Regions from separate parts of the Macaca mulatta genome. Here region 1 is linked to region 2. Evidence: chromatin contacts called from public Hi-C data. All regions are on one chromosome and are shown on one strand. The core of a region is the stretch at or near the end of the contact, and the rest is flanking DNA. Distances in the headings are between cores, read along the strand shown. Region 1 holds the start of LOC144337759. Region 2 overlaps FTO (FTO alpha-ketoglutarate dependent dioxygenase).

Region 1 (4,471 bases), core at 1,505-4,004, 500 kb before region 2:
CCAGTCCCCGCGCCTCTCGCTCCCCCGCCCGGCGCGGGCAGGAGGGGGCGGGCAGGGACTCGCGGCGCTCCGGCTCCCGCCCCTGCCCCGCCCCGCCCTGCGCGCGGAATCCGCGGGGGTGGGCGGCCTCGCCCGTAAGGCGCCCAGGCGATTGGCGACTCGGGGAAGAGACGCGGGGAAAAGTCGAATAAGAGGGCGCGACGTCAGACCCGAGATTTGGGGAAGGGCGAGGGAGGGGGTGGAAGGGCGGGGATGGACACACAGACACGGACACACACCCCCCGCGCGGCACCCTAAGTGTCCACAACTTTTGGCTGCCTTACTTAGCCCAGGGTGCAGAGGCTGGAAAGGTTGGGGGAAGTATCGTGTGAGTAAAGAGAGAGATTTAAAGAATAGAAGTAGTGAGAGAGGAAAAAGTGAAGGGAACGGACCGGAGAGCAAAAGCCATCGTGAGAAAGGGAAAGGGAAGGGGAGAGGAGAAAGGAGAGTTTCATAGCGTCCAGGGCAGTGCAGGAGCCCGAAGGAGCGGAAGCGATCCTGGGGGGAAGAGGAGTGCGGGGAGGGGAGGGGAGGGGAGAGGAAGGGCGAGGAGGGGGAGTGAAAACTAGAGGAGGGAGAAGGAAGCGAGGCGCGACACTGCTGGGGAGAGGAGGGCAGTGAGGAGCGAGGCGCGGGCAAAGGCAGCTCCGGCGGCCGAGAGGAGGGAGCGCGGCGCAGAGAGGAGGGGCTTGCGCCCCGTAGAAATGTCAATCAGAGCCCGGAGCCCCGGGAATCTCCGCCAATCTGTTCGGACCTGACCTGGCTCCTCGCCGCCGCCGTCGCCGCCGCGGAGCAGATCAATAGGCGAACGCGGAGCACAGCGCAGCGCCGGCGGCAGCGCGGCCCCAAGCCCGGCCCAGCTCCCGATGCGCGCCGGAGCCCGCGGGCGGCGCTGAGCTGGGCGGCCCGGGGGCCGGGCCCCCTCTCCGTCCGTGCCCCGCGGGCCACCATGTCCTTCCCCCAGCTGGGATACCAATACATCCGCCCGCTTTACCCGTCCGAGCGTCCGGGGGCCGCTGGCGGCAGCGGCGGCAGTGCGGGGGCCCGGGGCGGCCCGGGTGCCGGAGCCACAGAGTTGGCCGCCTCGGGGTCCCTGTCCAACGTGCTCTCGTCCGTGTACGGGGCGCCCTACGCCGCGGCCGCGGCGGCCGCCGCCGCCCAAGGCTACGGCGCCTTCCTGCCCTACGCCGCGGAGCTGCCCATCTTCCCACAGCTGGTAAGAGCCCGCGGAGCCAGGGAAGGAGGGGTTGGCGCTGGGGCGCAGGGCGAGCTGAGCGCGCGGGGTTCGGACTAGAGGGGTGCAGGCCAGGAGGGGGGAGGCAGCGACGGCTGGGGCTCACCCGCGCTCCCTCCGCGCGTGTTCCTTCCTTCTCCATGTGCCTACAGGGCGCGCAGTATGAGCTGAAGGACAGCCCCGGGGTGCAGCATCCGGCCGCGGCTGCCGCGTTTCCGCACCCGCACCCCGCCTTCTACCCGTATGGCCAGTATCAATTCGGGGACCCGTCCCGTCCCAAGAACGCCACCAGGGAGAGCACCAGCACGCTCAAGGCCTGGCTCAACGAGCACCGCAAGAACCCCTACCCCACCAAGGGCGAGAAGATCATGCTGGCCATCATCACCAAGATGACCCTCACCCAGGTGTCCACCTGGTTCGCCAACGCGCGCCGGCGCCTCAAGAAGGAGAATAAGATGACTTGGGCGCCTCGCAGCCGCACTGACGAGGAGGGAAACGCTTATGGGAGCGAGCGCGAGGAGGAAGACGAAGAGGAGGACGAGGAGGATGGCAAACGCGAGCTAGAGCTGGAGGAGGAGGAGCTCGGGGGGGAGGAGGAGGACACGGGGGGCGAGGGCCTGGCGGACGACGACGAGGACGAGGAGATCGATTTGGAGAACTTAGACGGCGCGGCCACCGGGCCTGAGCTGTCCCTGGCTGGGGCGGCGCGCAGGGATGGCGACCTCGGCCTGGGACCCATTTCGGACTCCAAAAATAGCGACTCAGAAGACAGCTCTGAGGGCTTGGAGGACCGGCCACTACCGGTCCTGAGTCTGGCTCCAGCGCCACCACCAGTGGCCGTGTCCTCACCGTCTCCGCCCTCGCCCCCCGTGGGCCTGGACCCCTGCGCTCCCGCACCAATCCCCGCCTCCGCCCTGCAGAAGCCCAAGATCTGGTCCCTCGCGGAGACTGCCACAAGCCCGGACAACCCGCGCCGCTCGCCTCCCGGCGCGGGGGGGTCTCCCCCGGGGGCAGCGGTCGCGCCTCCCGCCCTGCAGCTCTCTCCGGCCGCCGCCGCCGCCGCCGCTCACAGACTGGTCTCAGCGCCGCTGGGCAAGTTCCCGGCTTGGACCAACCGGCCGTTTCCAGGCCCGCCGCCCGGTCCCCGCCCGCACCCGCTCTCCCTGCTGGGCTCGGCCCCTCCGCACCTGCTGGGACTTCCCGGAGCCGCGGGCCACCCGGCTGCCGCCGCCGCCTTCGCTCGGCCCGCGGAGCCCGAAGGCGGAACAGGTGACTGCTGAGCGCTGGACGCGGAGCGGGGGCGGGCTCTGCGGATAGTGCCGGAGCTGGCCGGGAGGGGCAGGGTCCGGGAGGCGCAGGGCGCGTCCCTCTCCGCTCCTGCTTTCTGCGGCCCTGGGCGCCGGAACCGAGCGCTCTAAAGGCCCTCCTTTTTCTTCCCCCGCTTCCCTTAGATCGCTGTAGTGCCTTGGAAGTGGAGAAAAAGTTACTCAAGACAGCTTTCCAGCCCGTGCCCAGGCGGTAAGACCCCGAGGTTGGGGGGCTGGAGGGACTGACAGGAGGGGAAAGGAGAGAACGTGGAGCACCACGCACGGCCTTTTGCCCGGGAATAGCATGGAACCCTGCTGGGACGCATTTTGTAAAAGGGGACGAAAGTCACTTCTTCGGTCGCCCCTGTAGGCCCTGCGACAGCTCTCCAGGTCCAGCCCAGGCACCCCAGGCGCGGCCGGTGGGTACAGCGCCTGTACCTTCTAGGGGAAGCCTTGCGTGGCTGGGCCCACAGGCCACTGGGGCGGGTGGCGGCTCTCTGATGCTCACCTCTTTCCAGCCCCAGACCTCGGGTCCTGACGCCTCGTGCCCACCCTACAGTTAAACCCCCAACACACACATCTACAACTGGACATAATTTTACATTGCGACACCTTCCTGACTCTCGGCCCCAACCCAAGTAGGATCTCCCGGCCCTAGGCCGCCTCTGCGCTCCTGAATCTCACCTTTTTTGCTATTACTGTCTCTCTCTTCCAGGCCCCAGAACCATCTGGACGCCGCCCTGGTCTTATCGGCTCTCTCCTCATCCTAGTTCTTTAAAAAACAAAACAAAACAAAACAAAAACTTTTTTTAATCGTTGTAATAATTGTAAAAAAAAAATCGCTCTGTATAGTTACAACTTGTAAGCATGTCAGTGTATAAATACCTAAAAGCAAAACTAAAAAAAAGAAAGAAAAAAGAAATAAAACCAGTCCTCCTCAGCCCTCCCCAAGTCGCTTCTGTGGCACCCCGCATTCGCTGTGAGGTTTGTTTGTTCGGTTGATTTTGGGGGGTGGAGTTTCAGTGAGAATAAACGTGTCTGCCTTTGTGTGTGTGTGTATATATACAGAGAAATGTACATATGTGTGAACCAAATTGTACGAGAAAGTATCTATTTTTGGCTAAATAAATGAGCTGCTGCCACTTTGACTATAACCCGCCTGTCTGCCCCCTCGACGGATCTGTTTGGTGTTTTTTTGTTTTTGGGGTTTTTTCTCCCCTTGGTTGTTTGAAGAATTCGCGGGAAAGGACGAGAGACGAATCAGGACCGAGTAGTCAAACGACAGCAATAGCTGAGGGGGCGCAGAAGTGGCGGGGCTGGGGGCGCCGCAGCAGGAGAAGTGGCTGGAAAAGCACCTGGGGCGGCGGAGAGAACGGGAGCAGGAGACAGGTGGGAGACCCCGACAAGATTCTTTGCTAAGAGCCAGGAATCTGGGCCCGACCCACAGTTCTACGGGAGCAACCGCGGTGGCTTGGATCCTTCTCTGGCGACCTTGCCAAAAGATTTAGAGAAGGGTCTGGACACAACGGGGTTAGCCTGCGCGGGTGGTGGGGGCGTGTTCTCATCACTCCCCCCCGCCCCGCCCCCGTCCCCATTCTTTGATCGACACAATTGAGGCTTTCTCAGTGTTACCTATAAGAGGTTGTACGAGCCCAGATTCCATCCTCCTTCCAAGCCGGTTGCACCCCTTCTGTCTTTATAAATGCCAGGGTGTGGGGTGACGGTGGAGGCAGATATGGAGAAGAGGGGAGCCTAGGGGTACATATCAACCCTCTAGATGATGTGTGACTGCCCAGCTCTAGTTGAGAGTTGGGAGCCCGGGTCCTGGCAGCATCTGTGCGTCTTGGCACCCTGGTGGGTTTTCCCACGTGCCCTAGAAGAGGCATCCTGC
Region 2 (4,787 bases), core at 1,154-3,653:
AGGAATTCTGATCCTGGGCTAACAGCAATCTCAGAACAGGAGAGAAATTTTCTCCTCCAGGTTGCCTCTTATTCCACTCTGAATTTTTAGCTACTCAAATCTTCCTATTTGGTACAGTGCGGAAATTTGGCAAAGGTTCCACAAGATCAATACTATTTTCATAACAATACTGTTATTTGCTGTGTGGACATTTCCACTGATGGTTTAAAAGAATGCTGGGTAAAACTGCAGGTGCCTTGTCACTAATCAAGCCAGTGGTACCCAACTAAACTAGTATTCAGTTTTTTTAATATCTATATTTAACTGACAAGTAATACATATTTATGGAGTACAATGTGATGTTTCCGCATTTGTACACATTGTGGAATAATTAAGTCAAGCTAATCAACTTATCCATCACCTCACATACTTTGTGATGAAAGCATTTAAAATCTATCATTTTAGCAATTTTGAAATATACATTATTTTTAACTATAGTCAGCAGGCTATCATAATAGACCTCAAAAACTTACCAGTCACTGTGTTCTTTACCACGCATTCCATTTAAAAGAGAAAGAAGAGAAAGGAAGTTAGTTTCACTTAAGCATGTCCTCAGTAAGGCAGGAAAAATCATCAATTCTATTAAATCTTGAGCTTTAAGTAGCTATCTTTTTACTATACTGTGTGACAAATTAGGAAACATACATAAAGTACTTCTGATAAATACCAAAGTAAAATGGTCATCTCAAAGAAAAGTACATGTGTGATTTGAGTTCTGGGCTGAATTTGCCCCACAGAACACCATTTTTACTTGAAAAAAATAGCTGACTGATATTTTTCTGGTTAATCAGACTTGAGTATTTGACAGACATTTCTCAACAATTAATAAAGTGAGCTTGCCACTTCAAGAAAAACAACTGACCATATTTGCTACCAATGATAAACTTCAGATTGTCAAGAAAAATCAGACATTTAGAAAATTTATATTTGCTACCTTGAGCTTGGGGCTTCCCAATACTTAAAGACTTGTACCATAAGATCAGTGGTGATACTGATGAGTGTAACCTTTTTTTACATTATATAATGAAATGCATCAACATTTGGAAGATCTGTATAACTCAGTGACATGATAATTTTCCAAATGATCAAAACGTAATGTTACAAAATCATTTGAATGTAAAAGATGCATTCGAAGTGCAAAAGAGATAAACAGATTTTAATATAACAAAGTAGGAAACGTTAATTAAGATAGCTTGAGATTCCACCCTGCAAGTAACCTTTAAGAAATTATCACTTGTCTAAAGAAAATGGAATAATATTCAGCCTTACAAAAGGAAATTCTGTCATCTGTGACAGCATGGATGAATCTTGAATCTAGAGGGCATTATGCTAAGTGAAATAAGCCAGGTACAGATCTCCCTAAAATATGCAATCTAAAAAAGTCAAACCCATAGAAGTAGAGAGTAGAACAGTAATTGTCAGAGGTTGGTGGGATAGACCGGAGAAAGGGGAGATGTTAGTCAAAGGGTAAAAAATTCAGTTTGACAGGACACCTAAGTTCTAGTGGTCTGTTGCACAGCATGCTGACTAGTTTACAGTAATGTATATTTCAAATTTGCTAAAATAGTAGGTTTTAAGTATTCTCACCACAAAGAAATAATAAGTATGTGTGGCAATAGGTATGTTAATTAGCTTGATTTAATCACGCCACAATGTGTGCATGGAACATCACAACATGCCCCATAAATATAGATAATTATTGTCAATTAAAAACAAAAATGTTTTAAAATAGAAGCTATCACTTGACAAGTTTGGGAATAATATCAAAGAAAAATATCAACATTTAATAGCTGAAGAAGCAATTAAAATACTCCCTTTTTCCATTACTGTCTGTGTGAGGCCAGATTTTGTTCATATAGTTCAACCAAAACAACGTATTACAGCGACTAAACAAAAAAGTGTAAGAATCAAGCATCAAGCTAGACAGGAAAGAGATCTGCAGAAAAGTAAAACAATGGCACACTTCTTGCTAATTTTTTACAGTGGAAAAGAGTTATTTTTCATAAAAAACATTACATTAACTTGTAATGAAAGGGTGTTGCTATTTTTAAATCAATAAAGGCTTTTTAGTTCCTAGTACAGTAAATATTGATAGGTATAACCCATATAAACAAAAGATTTTTGGGTCCTCAATAATTTTTAGGAGTAAAAAAGGGTCCTGAAGCCAAAAAATTTGTGAACTTCTGGCCTAAAGCAAATACATAATAGCTGCCTTCTCACACACACAAAAAGCAGAAAGAAGCCAAAGTGAATTTCTTTGGGCTTTATTGTGTAATTCGCTTAAGGCCCATGGGCCTTACTAATTTGCATGTCTGATTTACTCAGAATCCTTCTTCCTCCTCCTCGCTGGCGAGAAACCACAGACAAATTCCATTGCTATTTCACAACCCACACTTCAGCAAACTGCAATGCAGGGGTATGGACATGGAGCTCATCCAGCCTGGCAAACGGGGATAAGGAGCTCAACTCCAGGGTTTTCCTTCCCAGGGCCCTTTTCAAACACTAAATCCACAAAACTCAGCATTAGTTTGCTCAAAGCAAATAGTTAATTTGTCCTTTCAATGGTAATCAAAAGGACAAAATCACACAGCTAGAGTACCGCTTCAGCCCCCAGACTGACCCTCCACCATCCCCTTTTTCCCATGCAAGTAGATGTCTAAACCATGAAAAATCAACAAATCAATCCACAACAAATATTTACATTGTCTACATAAAAAGGAGTGGAAGGTATACAGTCATAAAAAGAAAACTAACAATACAGGTAATAAAATTAAAACGCCTTAGTAAACCATGCTGTAAGTATGAAGAAGGAGAAAAAAACTGTGCCTAAGCGATCAAAGGAATAAATAAATGAGAAAAGAAAACAGACTATTAAAAGCAGGCAAAAGGATAGCAGAGCTGAAAAGTTAGTAAAGGACAAGACACTCAGACATCAGTGATTAGACCTTTTGGCTAAAATTCAGTTCCAGCAGGGGGAAAATGGAAGATAAGGCTGGAATGATAGATTGCACCCTGATTATGGTAGGTCCTGAAAGTCAAGCTAAGGAGTCTGGATTCTATCCTGCATGTAATGAGGAGCCTCAAAAAGCTTTTGAGAAGGACAGGGAGCACAATGGAAGCATGTTTGTTATTTGTTGTTCTGATTTTTAAACACCAATCTACTTATAATATGGTTACAGTGAAAGAAACCAAAGGCCAGATAAAGAGACCACTGCAAAAGCCCAGGCAGAGAGGAGCTGGACCTGAACAAGAAGACAGCAATGGAAATGAATAGGAATCAAGAGTTACAGATAGGTAGGTGGATCTGAAATCTAATATGGTACCAAAACACATGACTAGGAAAGGTGGGGCCATACAAAGAAATAAGGAAGTCAATGTCATTAACACATCTACTGAGGGTCCAATAAACTAGCTGCTGTGCTGGACAGAAAATGCAATACGAGTCGGAGGTAAAGATATTTTATTTTAAACATGCTGGGGGAAGAGGTAGATAAGGTGGTACTCAGCACCCTTCCAATCTCCTCTTATTGTGCCTTCCTGTAGAGCAGAGGATGAAAGGTAAACACTATATTTCTCAGACCTTTTTGCAGCTAGGAGTTCTGGATGAGAAATAAGTTTCATCAATTTAATGGCGGCATGTGAGAATCAGAAGTCAAAAATAAAATGGAGGCCATCACCTTGACTGTTTCAACTTTTTTCGCAGGCAACATAGTCATGAGGCAGTAACATTCCAGAATCTGGCCATTCACTTTGTAGTTCTCAAATGCCAGTTTTAATGGTGGTACCTTCCTGATCCCAACTACAACTATGGTTGTGTGTTCTTACAAATCAACAGTTCTAGGAATGACTCCTGATTCTTAGCCCTTCCCGAGTGTGATGGATGAGCGGCTACCCTGGCAAGCCAGTCTGTGATATTGTTTCAGAAGCCCATCTCTGGAGGCTCCACCTTCAGCCCATTTCTCTGGTCCTCCTAATGACTTTATATGAACCTATTTTCCTATCTCACATAGTTTCTGTTTCCTAAAACTAAATCCAGCCATATATAAAGGGCTTAAGTAAAAGCAGAATAACCAAGTGAAAATAGTTGATACACAGTTAAAAGAATGGAACTTAAACCTTGGAAACAGGGCCAGGCCAGAAACAGAGCCAGGCCACAGTGTATGAAAATAGGTACTATCTACACAGATGTAGAAGTCTGAGCCCTCCAACTACGTTAATCTATCCTCTGGAATTTCTACAACTCACCTTGGAATCAACAAAGAAAAATCCTCTTAGCTTTTTTTAGGTAATTATAGCAACATTTTACATTTACCTGGAGCTTTGAATATAAGCAAAGGTATATTGAGGAGTTATTGTTTCACTTTTACCTGATGTAGGAGACACAAAGGGGTGGGTATTATAATCTCCATTTTAAGAAATAAGAGATTCAAAGCACAGAGAAGGCAAACAGTTTGTCTAAGGTCATAGAGGGTAAGTTAGTGGCCCGGCTAAAGTATTTCCTGCTTTAAACCTATTTTCTCCTGTTTGGTCTTCTGTCGGTTAATTCTGACCACGTTCTAAAATAAACGTTAAAATTGTTGCTATAGAAATATTAGGAGCCTAAGAGGGCTTGTAAAAACCACAAAGAATTAAATGGGGCCGAACTTACGACCATGGAAAAAATTAAAATTCCATGTGCAATTTTCTTCTCCGATTTTAACCTAAAATGTGGTGCTTGTGGCAGGCCCACTGTTCCTCTGACACGCTTC

Evidence for each region. Hi-C and Micro-C count contacts between places; a contact is called where the count stands out from the background.
Region 1: a Hi-C map of fetal cortex germinal zone shows a contact between it and region 2, with 2.5 times the contacts expected there. The contact joins the promoter of LOC144337759 here to the enhancer-like site in region 2. A contact is called at or near these places in 4 of 14 Hi-C or Micro-C datasets (blood, fetal cortex germinal zone, fibroblasts and 1 more).

What each region holds. Positions count from the first base shown.
Region 1 is chr20:49,758,106-49,762,576 of T2T-MMU8v2.0, reverse strand. It overlaps LOC144337759, which reads right to left and starts at 2,754. Exons shown (of 2, transcript XM_077984760.1): 1 at 2,461-2,754. IRX3 (iroquois homeobox 3) reads left to right here and starts at 9. Exons shown (of 4, transcript XM_015126150.3): 1 at 9-1,255; 2 at 1,426-2,542; 3 at 2,725-2,791; 4 at 3,296-3,734. The coding sequence starts at 989. The coding sequence ends at 3,350. It overlaps LOC114674297 (a long non-coding RNA gene), which reads right to left and starts at 89. Exons shown (of 2, transcript XR_013411261.1): 1 at 1-89.
Region 2 is chr20:49,253,062-49,257,848 of T2T-MMU8v2.0, reverse strand. The region is part of intron 1 of FTO (FTO alpha-ketoglutarate dependent dioxygenase); the gene reads right to left. Among named protein-coding and RNA genes, the nearest start is that of FTO, 73 kb to the right of the region's middle. Within about 2 kb of position 2,403, at least 2 of the 40 cell types and tissues checked have an H3K27ac peak or open chromatin away from gene starts, as enhancers often do.